Regions from separate parts of the Anser cygnoides genome. Here region 2 is linked to region 1. Evidence: chromatin contacts called from public Hi-C data. All regions are on one chromosome and are shown on one strand. Each heading gives the region's core, a stretch centred on a gene start, on an enhancer-like site or on the middle of the called end of the contact. The rest is flanking DNA. Distances are from core to core; before and after follow the strand shown.

What was found. Hi-C and Micro-C count contacts between places; a contact is called where the count stands out from the background.
Region 2: a contact with region 1 is called in a Hi-C map of liver, with 1.9 times the contacts expected there. The contact joins the promoter of KCNK5 here to the enhancer-like site in region 1. A contact is called at or near these places in 2 of 7 Hi-C or Micro-C datasets (both in liver).

What each region holds. Positions count from the first base shown.
Region 1 is chr3:32,592,233-32,597,323 of Taihu_goose_T2T_genome, forward strand. No RefSeq gene overlaps it. Among named protein-coding and RNA genes, the nearest start is that of KCNK5, 64 kb to the right of the region's middle. Within about 2 kb of position 2,544, at least 2 of the 3 cell types and tissues checked have open chromatin away from gene starts, as enhancers often do. A contact at or near this core is called in liver, where this site is marked.
Region 2 is chr3:32,655,659-32,660,749 of Taihu_goose_T2T_genome, forward strand. KCNK5 (potassium two pore domain channel subfamily K member 5) reads left to right here and starts at 2,677. Exons shown (of 5, transcript XM_048080093.2): 1 at 2,677-3,017. The coding sequence starts at 2,832. LOC125184888 (a long non-coding RNA gene) reads right to left here and starts at 2,514. Exons shown (of 2, transcript XR_007169489.2): 1 at 2,189-2,514; 2 at 1,886-2,120.

The sequences.
Region 1 (5,091 bases), core at 1,294-3,793:
ATATGGGAATGCTTGCATATATAACCAGAGACCTTCCTTGTCCTAGCAAGGAATTGTCCATGCAAGCTGGCAAAATAATACAGATGGAAAGAGCAAAATGCTGCGTGCAGAAATGACTGACTGACTCAGACAGGCCCCCATTTCCACACAGCGCTCAGCCATGATTCCTTCGGCAGAGACGGGCACCTGTGTGTGGCTTTTCTGTCTGTGGAAACCAGAGATGCCTCAAAAAACAGCCAGCAGCCAAAAGGTTGGGGAAATCACTTAGGTCAAGGAGACACACGTTCATATTTCTGTGTGATTAAAATCAAGGGACTGAAACCTGTATCACAGCTAAGGCCCCAGGCTAGGCAGAAGTTAAGTCTTTCTCAACCTCCTGAGCTAAATACTCACTGCAGAGATAGAAGAGAGAGAGACAGTGGTTGACTCTAGAGCTCACTTGTGCAGGTCTGGGGACGTGAAAATGTGGTGTCTAGGATCCAGTGATTGTAAAATAGCTGCACCATATGCTACAAATGTACCTGCAGAGCTTGAAAAGGATGCCTCGGGGTACCCAGCATCTTAGGAGGTGCAGAGGCTTGGCCCCAGATCCCAGGTGAGTACCTGCTGAGTAGCTAGTAGCAATTTTGAGAAGGTGTCTAGTCTCTAAACAGGGGGACCGAGGCACCTCTGGAGGGGTTGCCACTGGAGGGCCCTCAGGATGCTAGCTGTGATGTAGAACTGCAGAGCATGGTCGAGCTCTGCTGCGTCTGGTTAAGTTACATCAGACCTGAGCGATCTGTTTTAAAGAATGTAGCTCTACATACAGCTGGAACAACTGTGCAATGGCATTACACAAATAAATGACGTGCTGGAAAAAAAAGTCAAACTGTGCAGTCTCTGGGCGGGTGAGCAGGTTTCGCACCTATAATCTTCCACACCACTTGCTTTGCAATACGAGGGAGCTGTCAGAGACTGCCAATATGAGCTGCGTCTCCCAGCCTTGCCCTCCCTTATCGTATTTCCAAGCAAAACCAGCTGATTAAGCAGGGCCTGGTGTGACTGACCGTATATCTGGTTTCAGATCTGCTCAGCATGGGATCATCTGTTGATTCACACTTCCTAACAAACACAGGCGCTAACTTTCAAGTCTGCAGCCCCAGACCCCTTTGCCCAGACAGGCACTGGTGGCTTACTGCAGATCTTGGCTTAGCAGTCTGCTAACTGTCTGTGGGTCAGGGCACTTCTAACCCAAGCAATGAGGGGTGTTGAAACTCTGCATGCACACAGACACACAGGGACATACGATAAGGTAGGAAAAGGATTTTGAATGCAGTAAGTTATGTATATGAGAAACGGTGAAGCAGAGTGGCGGGAATATATGATCATGTTGTAGGAACGTGCTTCTGGAATAATTCAAACCTTATCTGCACAAGGAAGTATTTGCCAGTTAACTCCAATTGGTATTGTTATACCAGGAAACCCTCCTAATGAGTATAAAGCTCATACTACTTTCCCCAAGGACATAAAGGGTTGCTTATCTTGTTGGAATAACTGCTGCCTTCAATCTCTGACCAACATAGTTAGGCTGGCAGACGTAGAAGGAAGAGTGAAGACTATCTTTAGACTTTTACTTCTCTGTAACTCAACTTTGCCAGTCATAAAATGGAATTAATGATCCCTATTCTGTAGCTCCCAGAAATACTGAGAGAAGTCACTATTTAAGATTTGCGTGATATTTTCAGAAATAAGCCCCGTAATGTGCTCCACTAATGTACCGACTACTGCAAGCACCCTGTGAACACCCACACAGCTCAGTAAGCTAGATGTTGTCTCCAGCTGGTTACAGTATCCACACAGCTGTGGAAGAAAGTGAGACACTGGTGGCATGACTGCCAGTTTCCCAGAGGTAATCTAGTTCCCATCTATTTCATTTCTGTGGGAAAAACATCTGAGCACACCTGAAACTTCATCAGGCATTTCACGGTGTGCTCTAGCTAGTGTGTGGCTGTAGGCATGAGCCCTGAGTGACAGGTAGTGACATAGCTTCAGTACAATCCATAGTGTACAGGAAACTTGGGAAATCACCATCACTGCACAGATAACACATGACAGATCCAGCCTTCCCTTCTCTTGTCTGTCTCTAACATCTTCTTTCTTTTTTTATTCTCTACTTTTCTCTGAAATGCTTAGTTTAACTGGAAGGGGCGTTACAGTGTTGCAGATTGATATATGTTAAAGATTAGGCAAAGCAGTCATGTCATCCAATATTAGGCATTTATATATAATCTGGTCAAAGGCACTTCAGGGATATGATTTGACTGACCCACTTTTAGGGTAGGACAAATTTCACCTGAACAGTATGTATAACTTTCAGTGGCTTGTAGAGGTGGTCTTGGCATTGCGCACATTAATCACATCCTAGAGGTCTTTACTCGCCCTGCATCTTGGCCTTTCATTTCTCTTCTTCTGTGTTGATGAAAATAAAGCACTCGCTTTTGCTTTTATTTTAGGTCAGTTTCACATTTTGGTTTTCAGGCACTTGGCAGCTGCATAATGTTTGGTTTGCAAACACTCCCAGGGAAAGGCTCAATACAAGCCAATAACTTTCTTTGCAAAGAGATAAAAACTCAAACATTTTTCTTTACTCATGCGTTTTGTAAACATTTTTTTTCTGATTTCCCATTCCAAAATGTAAGCTCTGTGCTTAAACTATTTATTCCTCTACCCCTATGTGTTCAAAAATCTCCTCTTTCCACATTTCACCTGGGATTTTTGTGTGGTTCTGTGCTCTGTTTTGGTAGGAGGTAGAAGTTTTTTAAAAGTCTTCTTTAACAGGCTGGTCATTTGGGGAACTGTAACAGGCATGGTAATGTCCATACCATGCAATGCAGGCACATGGACTAACAGTGACCTGTTCTTTCCCAAGCTGGCATGTCTGTATGATGCACGGTGGCTTTTTGGAGAAACCGGATTTGGCTTAAAAGCAGTAAGGTTTCCTGGAAAGTGCATATGCTTGTGCTGCTCGCTGCAATCCAGCTGTTTAGGGTGCCTCTGCAGCCAGGCTGCACTGTGTGATGCAGACATGCCAGCAAGCATCACTTGACACTGCTGTCACCCCCACTCATTACCACTCAATGGAGAGTGCTGTTCTTAAGAGCCTTCCTGTGCACCTAATATTCCTAAAGAGGTATCATAGGGAGGATTTAAACCCAGCACTGATCGTAAATTGTTTTAAAAAGCCAAGTATCACTTCAACCACTTTCCCATCGTGAAGTTTTCAGTTAAACTGTGGCTATCTTGGAGGTTGTTTGCAGACTCAATCTCCTTGCTTCCTCCCCCTTACCTTATAAACTCTAGAGATTAAGATAATGGAAGGACACTAAATATACACCAGATTCTTGATGGGATAACTGAGCAGACTGTGAGTATTTTAAGATTATGTAAATTTGAACAGATTTATGGCAGCCAAGAATGCAGGCCCACAATCACATTTTCAGCTTAATTGGAAGTTGACTCATTAACACAAGACATCTAGACATCACGGCAGTCACAGCTGTCCAGTCTTTCTCATACCAGAGGCTAAATAGGAGCTCTGGACTCCTCCCATGTAAGCCCCAAGACAGGAATAGAGGTGATTTACACATTCCCAATGAAGATGGGACACCTCTGCATTTCCTTCTCATTTGTTGATGCAGATGCTACACTCCTTGAAACAAAAGCAGCTCCCTGTGACACAAAGCAGGCACTAGATCTGGACAAGACCACCTATCTGTTTGAAATAGTTCAGTAGCTCCACGCTTTTATGTTCAAGGGATGTGTCACACGGGGTGTGCACATTCTCATTTGCATAGTATATCCTAAACTACAGGGGTGCTCGTAGGCAGCCCAAGAGCCAGTTCCAACCCATTGATGAGTCTATCTGTACCCTGAGCAGTTTCTCTTTTTTAATCAAAGGGTTTTAAAATGTGTATTTATCTGACCATATAATGCAGTACCCAGCTGTTAAAAAGCTAGACAAACCTGATTTATGTTGTTTTCCCTGGTCTTTTTGAAGGTAGAAATACAAGTTACATGAATATACCTGTTTTGGTTATTTCTTGGTTTACCATGTTCCATGACTGTTGAAAGGTTTTACTATCCAGTATCTTTTGAGCATGGACTTTTTCTGCGTAGGGTAATCAAGACAAGATAAGAAAGACATAGCAATTTTAGCACCGCCAAAGATGAAAAAAGCAGGTGAGAAAAAAATCAGCTCAGAGATAACACCATAAGGCACTAAAGTAAATAACCTTATGTGTGGGTCCTATTTCTGTTTGTTTTATTTATTTTTTAATATATATATAGATGCATTAAATACTTCAGCCTCTTCTGTTTCTTCAGTTAAAATATTTTGTCTTTAAAGATTATTTTCTTCACGGTGTTGGAAAAGGCAGAAATCAACATGTTGGGCTGGTTAGATTGCTGCTGCACTAAACTGTCAATAATAACAGCAGAACAATGTCATTAATGGAAAGTGTCAATTTAATTGGAAAGATCCAATTTTCCATTTCCTGGGTCTGTGAAATGTGATTTTAAATATTAATGAGAGTCAGGCCCAAGGGGATGATCCAGATTGATTCATTTAAATTAACATCAATATCTGAGTGAATGCTCTTGTGTCAGTTTCTAAGTGATTTTAAAGGTGGATAGATTGGGAAGCGGATGGATGAATGAGCAGGTTAATGGGTAAGACTTGAGCATAGCAGAGAAGTCATGGTTACCTGACCAGAAGGAAGCACAAAAGGAACAAGCTGCTGTATGAGTATATTCTCATAGGACAGCATTCACTAAAGATACTGGTGATGGCTTACGGTGTTGTGATAAGGATAATGAAAATTTGGAGCAAAACACACAGATACCAATTAAACCATGATGTCAGTGACATTTTTAGATCTACCCCTTTCTCTTGATCAGCCCACCAAAAGACAAGATATTCCCCTGGGGCCTGAAATCAGTCCCTGTCCTGAGATTTTGGCTACTATAGGGCTGCTGAAGGCTCCTTCAGGTCACTTAACGCCTGCTGTGCTTCACAGGGACAGGCTTCCCCCTGGGGCAGGCCAGACATTACAG
Region 2 (5,091 bases), core at 1,427-3,926, 64 kb after region 1:
TTTGTTGATACTGAGAGAATGACTACTAACTGCAGGAGTAGTTGGCTACTGTTCATTGGGGAATAAACTATTCTTCTAAACAGTGTTATCCTTACCAGGATCATCTCTTTGGAACTTGGAGAAACACAAGGAGACAGTCTAACAAGTGCAATAGCATTTCAACACAGGGAAAAATGGTGTGTGATCTACAGGTTTGTTTGTTTTTAAACACTGACTGACTCAGTAACTGAGAGCACTAATTAAGCAATCAGTGATTGAGAGTTTAGAGTGGAAAGCAGAAATGTTGAATCAAAATTGCAAACAAACTTCCTATAAAATGCCTGAAAGCGCTCTCATCCATGCTTATATAATTGCAGTAGGTTCAGGGTCATTTGTGTCATTCCTCATCCCTTTAAGATAGAGTTTCAATGGTATAAATGGGCCTTTAGAGACTCGGAGACAGATGGAGAAGAGTACATTTTCAAAATTTAATCAAATACCTTCCAGTTATGAAGCACAGATGTTCAGGGTCAGGAACACACAAGTGAAACACTGCTATAACGTGTCAGACTACTGTTCCTGCTGTTGGAATATCCTAACCACTTGCAGGTGATTCAGAAGAAGGTGCGAGAACACCAGAAGTAGAATTATATCATAGTTCACCCTATGGGAAACATCTTGCTTAATGCTTTCAGTCACTTGCTTTGAGTTTTTACATACCTTACCCTTTTTAACTTTAATCTTAAATCCTTAAGTAAGGCAATGATGGATGCTCACATTATTCATTTATATGGCCAATGGCTTTTCAAGTTTTGCAAAGCTCTTGGGCCAAATGATAGCACCTGGGAATAATTTTCCTGCAAAAATCATGCATCATGAAATCCTTCTTTTCCATTTAATTAAGAGTTCTGCCTTACAACTTCATGAAACACCCCCCACTTTTGCTTTAAAATAAATTATTGTAATTTCCCTATACCATTCATTATTTTTAAAATGTGTATTATGCCACCTTCTACTTGATCTCTTCTAGCACATAATTACTTTTTTTTTTTTTTTTTTTACTACTACAGTTTGGCAATCCTTTTGTCTTCTTAATGTTGCCTTTACATAACTGGGGAATCCCATGCAAAAAAAGAGCGATGCTGATCACGTAACATGCTTGTGGATTTTGTGGTTTCTCCAGTCCTGCTTTTTAAGCTGCCAGGAACCTCTGGCAGATGTATTTTCATCAAGCACTGTACAAGCTAGTAGGAAGGACTGCTTAAGGGCCATGTAAATTTCTGTGGGCAGTCTCACAAGAGCATCCATTTGGCATGAGTCAAAGTTTTACAGATAGGTGTCTCTGGCTACCTCCTAACCGAGGCAGTTCCTTTGCCTTCCACATGTTCTCCTTTTTCCTTTCTCATACTTTGTTGTGTATTTTCTCCTTGTTTCCTTCCTCTTTCCAGTTTTCTCCATTTTCCCTCCTCCCATTTCAATTAGGGCCACATGAGAATTTCAGCAGGCTAACCTCAGCCCTTTGGTGTGTGGACTCCAGCTGACATACCTAAGCACCTAAAAATCCTTTGGACACCTCTGCATTTTTGACCATTTTCTTGGGTGTCCAGGGGGAAGAGGGCTAGGGGAGTCGGGGAATTAAGTTATGCCACAATAACAGCATTCCTAACACAAACTGCATGCACACCAGGAGCCCTTTGCCACGTCATGTAACACACAGCTCTATCTCGTCACTGAGTTGATCTTTCTCTGACCATTCAACTCCACTTCCAGCAGCCCTGATGTACGACTGTGGAGGAGCGTGGCCATGAAAGGCTCCTGGGAAGGGCTCCATGATCACGGCAAGCTGGTGAACTTCACCCCAGAGAGCTTGAACATCTCATGGAAACTCACAGGCCCACACGCATGGGTGCATACAGAAACGTGTGATTTATTGAGTTTACAAAATGCATGACGGAAGGGAGATGCTGTTCTTGTGGTGAAGGGTCCATAACACCCACGGACAACATCCCGGGGCAAGGGCAAAGCCTGCCCGCCGCCCCCCTTCTGTCCTCCTCAGAGCTGCTGCCACCTCTCCTCCAGCGCTTTGCCGAACGCCTTATTTCACAACCTTCCAGCGTCGAAAACGAAAACCTCCGGGGAACCTGGCAGGATGAGTCAAGTAACAGCGACGGTAACAAAAAGTCACTGAGGGAAGCGAGGCCGGGCTCACCTCAGCGGCCCCCACACTCGCTCCCAACGGCGGCGGGGAGGTCGCGCACCCTCCTCTCCCCGGCGCGGCCCCTCACGGGCGGGTGAGGGCCGGGATCGGGACCGGGACCGGGACCGGGACCGGGACTGGGATGGGGGATAGGGGCTAGGACCGAGATCAGAGCCGGGGCCATCCGGGGGCCGCACCTCGGGGCGCCCCGCCGGCCTCTCCCCCGCCCGCAGCCCCGCATGCGCACGCTGGGGCTGGGCGGAGGGGGAGGAAGCGGGAGGGCACCAAATTCAAATCGCTGCTGAGGAGGGAGGGGAGGGAAAAAAGAAAGAAAAAAAAAAAACGAAAAAAAAAAAACCACGGGGGAAGGAGGCAAGCCGGGGGGAGAGGAGAGGAGCGGAGCGGAGGAGGAGAAGTGAGGGAGGAGGAGAGTGGGAGGGGAGTGTGGAAGGCTCTAAGGGAAAGCGGCAGCGGCCGGGAGAGGCGGCGCGGCGCACGGCGGGGCAAGGCAGAGGTGTCAGGGGCGGCCGCGGGCACCCACGGCCGCAACGCGGGGCAGCCTCCCCGGCCCGCCCGCCGCGCTCCGCCCGCCCGCCCTCCCCGGCCCTCTTCTTCCTCTCCTCTCTCCTCTCCTCGCCTCCCCGCCGGCGGCACCATGGTGGACAGGGGCCCCTTGCTGACCTCGGCCATCATCTTCTACCTGTCCATCGGGGCGGCGATCTTCGAGGTGCTGGAGGAGCCGCACTGGCGCTCGGCCACCGACGACTACAAGCGACAGAAGACGGAGCTGCTCAAGCAGTTCCCCTGCCTGGGCCAGGAGGGGCTGGACAAGATTCTGCAGGTACCGGGCTGGCGGCCGGGCGGGAGCAGGTGCCGCCGGGCGCCCCGGGGCGGGACCGGGACCGGGAGCGGGGCCGGGAGCAGGGCAGGGGCAGTGCCGGGCTCCCCGGGGAGAGCCAGCGGCGGTCCCGTCTCCGCCGAGCCCGGAGCCTCCTCGAGGAAAGCTCCGAGCCCCGGGGGCCCGCGATCGGGGCGAGGAGGGAGCCCCCGGTTCGCTGCCAGCCCGGCACCGAGGTGCTCGCTGCGGCTCTTGGCCCACCCGGAGGGGCTCCCTCCCTCGTGTGTGAGGAGGGGAAGGTGAAGCCGAGCGTCTTGAGCGTCTTCTGTTTGGGCTGGACTTTATTTATTTATTTCCCATGTTTTCTCCCCCGTACTGAATGCCCTCGTTGTGAGTTGTCAGGGCGCTGAGTGCAGGTCTGAGGGGTCAGTCGGGGCAGCTGAAGGAAAGTTCAGGCCGCCCAGGGATGAGCGCCTCGCACCCAGGGATGCTTGCAGCCCTCTTCCACTTCAGCCCAAAGACCTCTTTCTAAGCATGCGGAGCGGGTTAATCGTCCTCTCCCTCTTATCTGGCAGAACGCCTCTTCAAATCTAATTATTAATCAATAGTATGTATAAAATCGCAGAGTAGTATAAACTTGGTTAGTGTCCTTTAATGGACGTGGTGTCCATTAAAAGATGGTGGCCAGCAACGGTGAACCGTGGAAAATAGGCTGCTTAGATACGCGGGGCTCCAGCAGTGGAAATGAGTCCTTTGGGACTTTATTTCAGAGATGTTTATATTGACTAGACCTCATGTTCATTGTGTTTCGGATTTTTAAAAAACTTTATTTTTAAATTCGCTAAAAAGTCTACTAAAATGCTAAAATACAGAAGACGGGGAAAATGACTCATGACTGTTGGCGTAATTGATACTGTGCAAGCTTAGAAGAGGGTATGGTTCTTGGTTCTAAAAGTTTGTGGTTTAAGTCTTCGTCCTTCGGTTGGTGGCTGCTTTCTGTCTGCTTCAGATAGCAGAGCTTTCTGTTGGCAGTGTCCTTGTTGTTACCGTCTCAGTACCCCCATTAAATACAGTGTCGTGGTATGGAGTGGAATGGTGGATGGAGGCTTGAAATTGTGGAGGGATGTCGGGAAAATGAAAGACGTGCTGTGCTTTCGAGGATGCCTTTGCTGTACTGGAATCTCACTGAAATCTTAGTCTAGGTTATCCTAAACCTGTCCAAGATCCCCGAGAGAAAAACCTTATTTGGATTGGGGTGTACCTTAAACCTAGTGTGCTTGACTTGCTGTAGATATCATTCAGAATCCAGACTCTGGCTCAGTTTAGGATGAAATTGACGTTGGTATGAGGGAATCATTTAGCTAGTGTTTTTCCATGACCTTTATCACAACTGATCCTGAAGTTGCAGAAAGATTTTTTTCCTAAAATATAAAATGACCAGGGAAAAAGTTATAGATTAGTTCATTAGGATGGACTATAGCATGTTGTAGAGTGGTGATGGGTGCAGAGTTAGTGAGGAGAAGTAGTATAAGGCAAACTGTGGGCAGATCAAAGTATTTGTTTTGAGTACTTCTGTACACCTCAGTGAGGAGGGCCTTCCCTCTTCAGTGTGTTAGCTCCTGGTGTATTTCTGTTTTGTCTCTGTACTGCTTCCAATTATACCTTACTTTCCATGTCTGACCTTGCTGGTCAGATGATCGCTTTTAGATATTCTGTTGTCCTCTTAAGCCCAGTTTAGCTAAAACATAAAACATAGCTCGCTCTTCTTTTACTCTTGTTGGTAACTGGAAACTTCTCTGCTTGCTTTCATCTAGACTTGTACTTTTGTTGCTGTTCTCATTTTGTGTGAGAAGTGGTGAGGAGGGAAGTAGCGTTTCCTACAGAGGAGAACGGCAGGGTGAAATCTAGCCCAGCTGATACAAAGAGGGGAGAAAAAAAAATGTAAGGGCATCAGGATTTCAACTTGAATAAGCTGTGAAGTATACTGTAAATAGTATTTGTAACAGTGCTTTGTCAAGCACTATCTATGCTTTTTCTCTTGGGTTCTGCTAATTCTTTTAAACATTATAAATCTCTG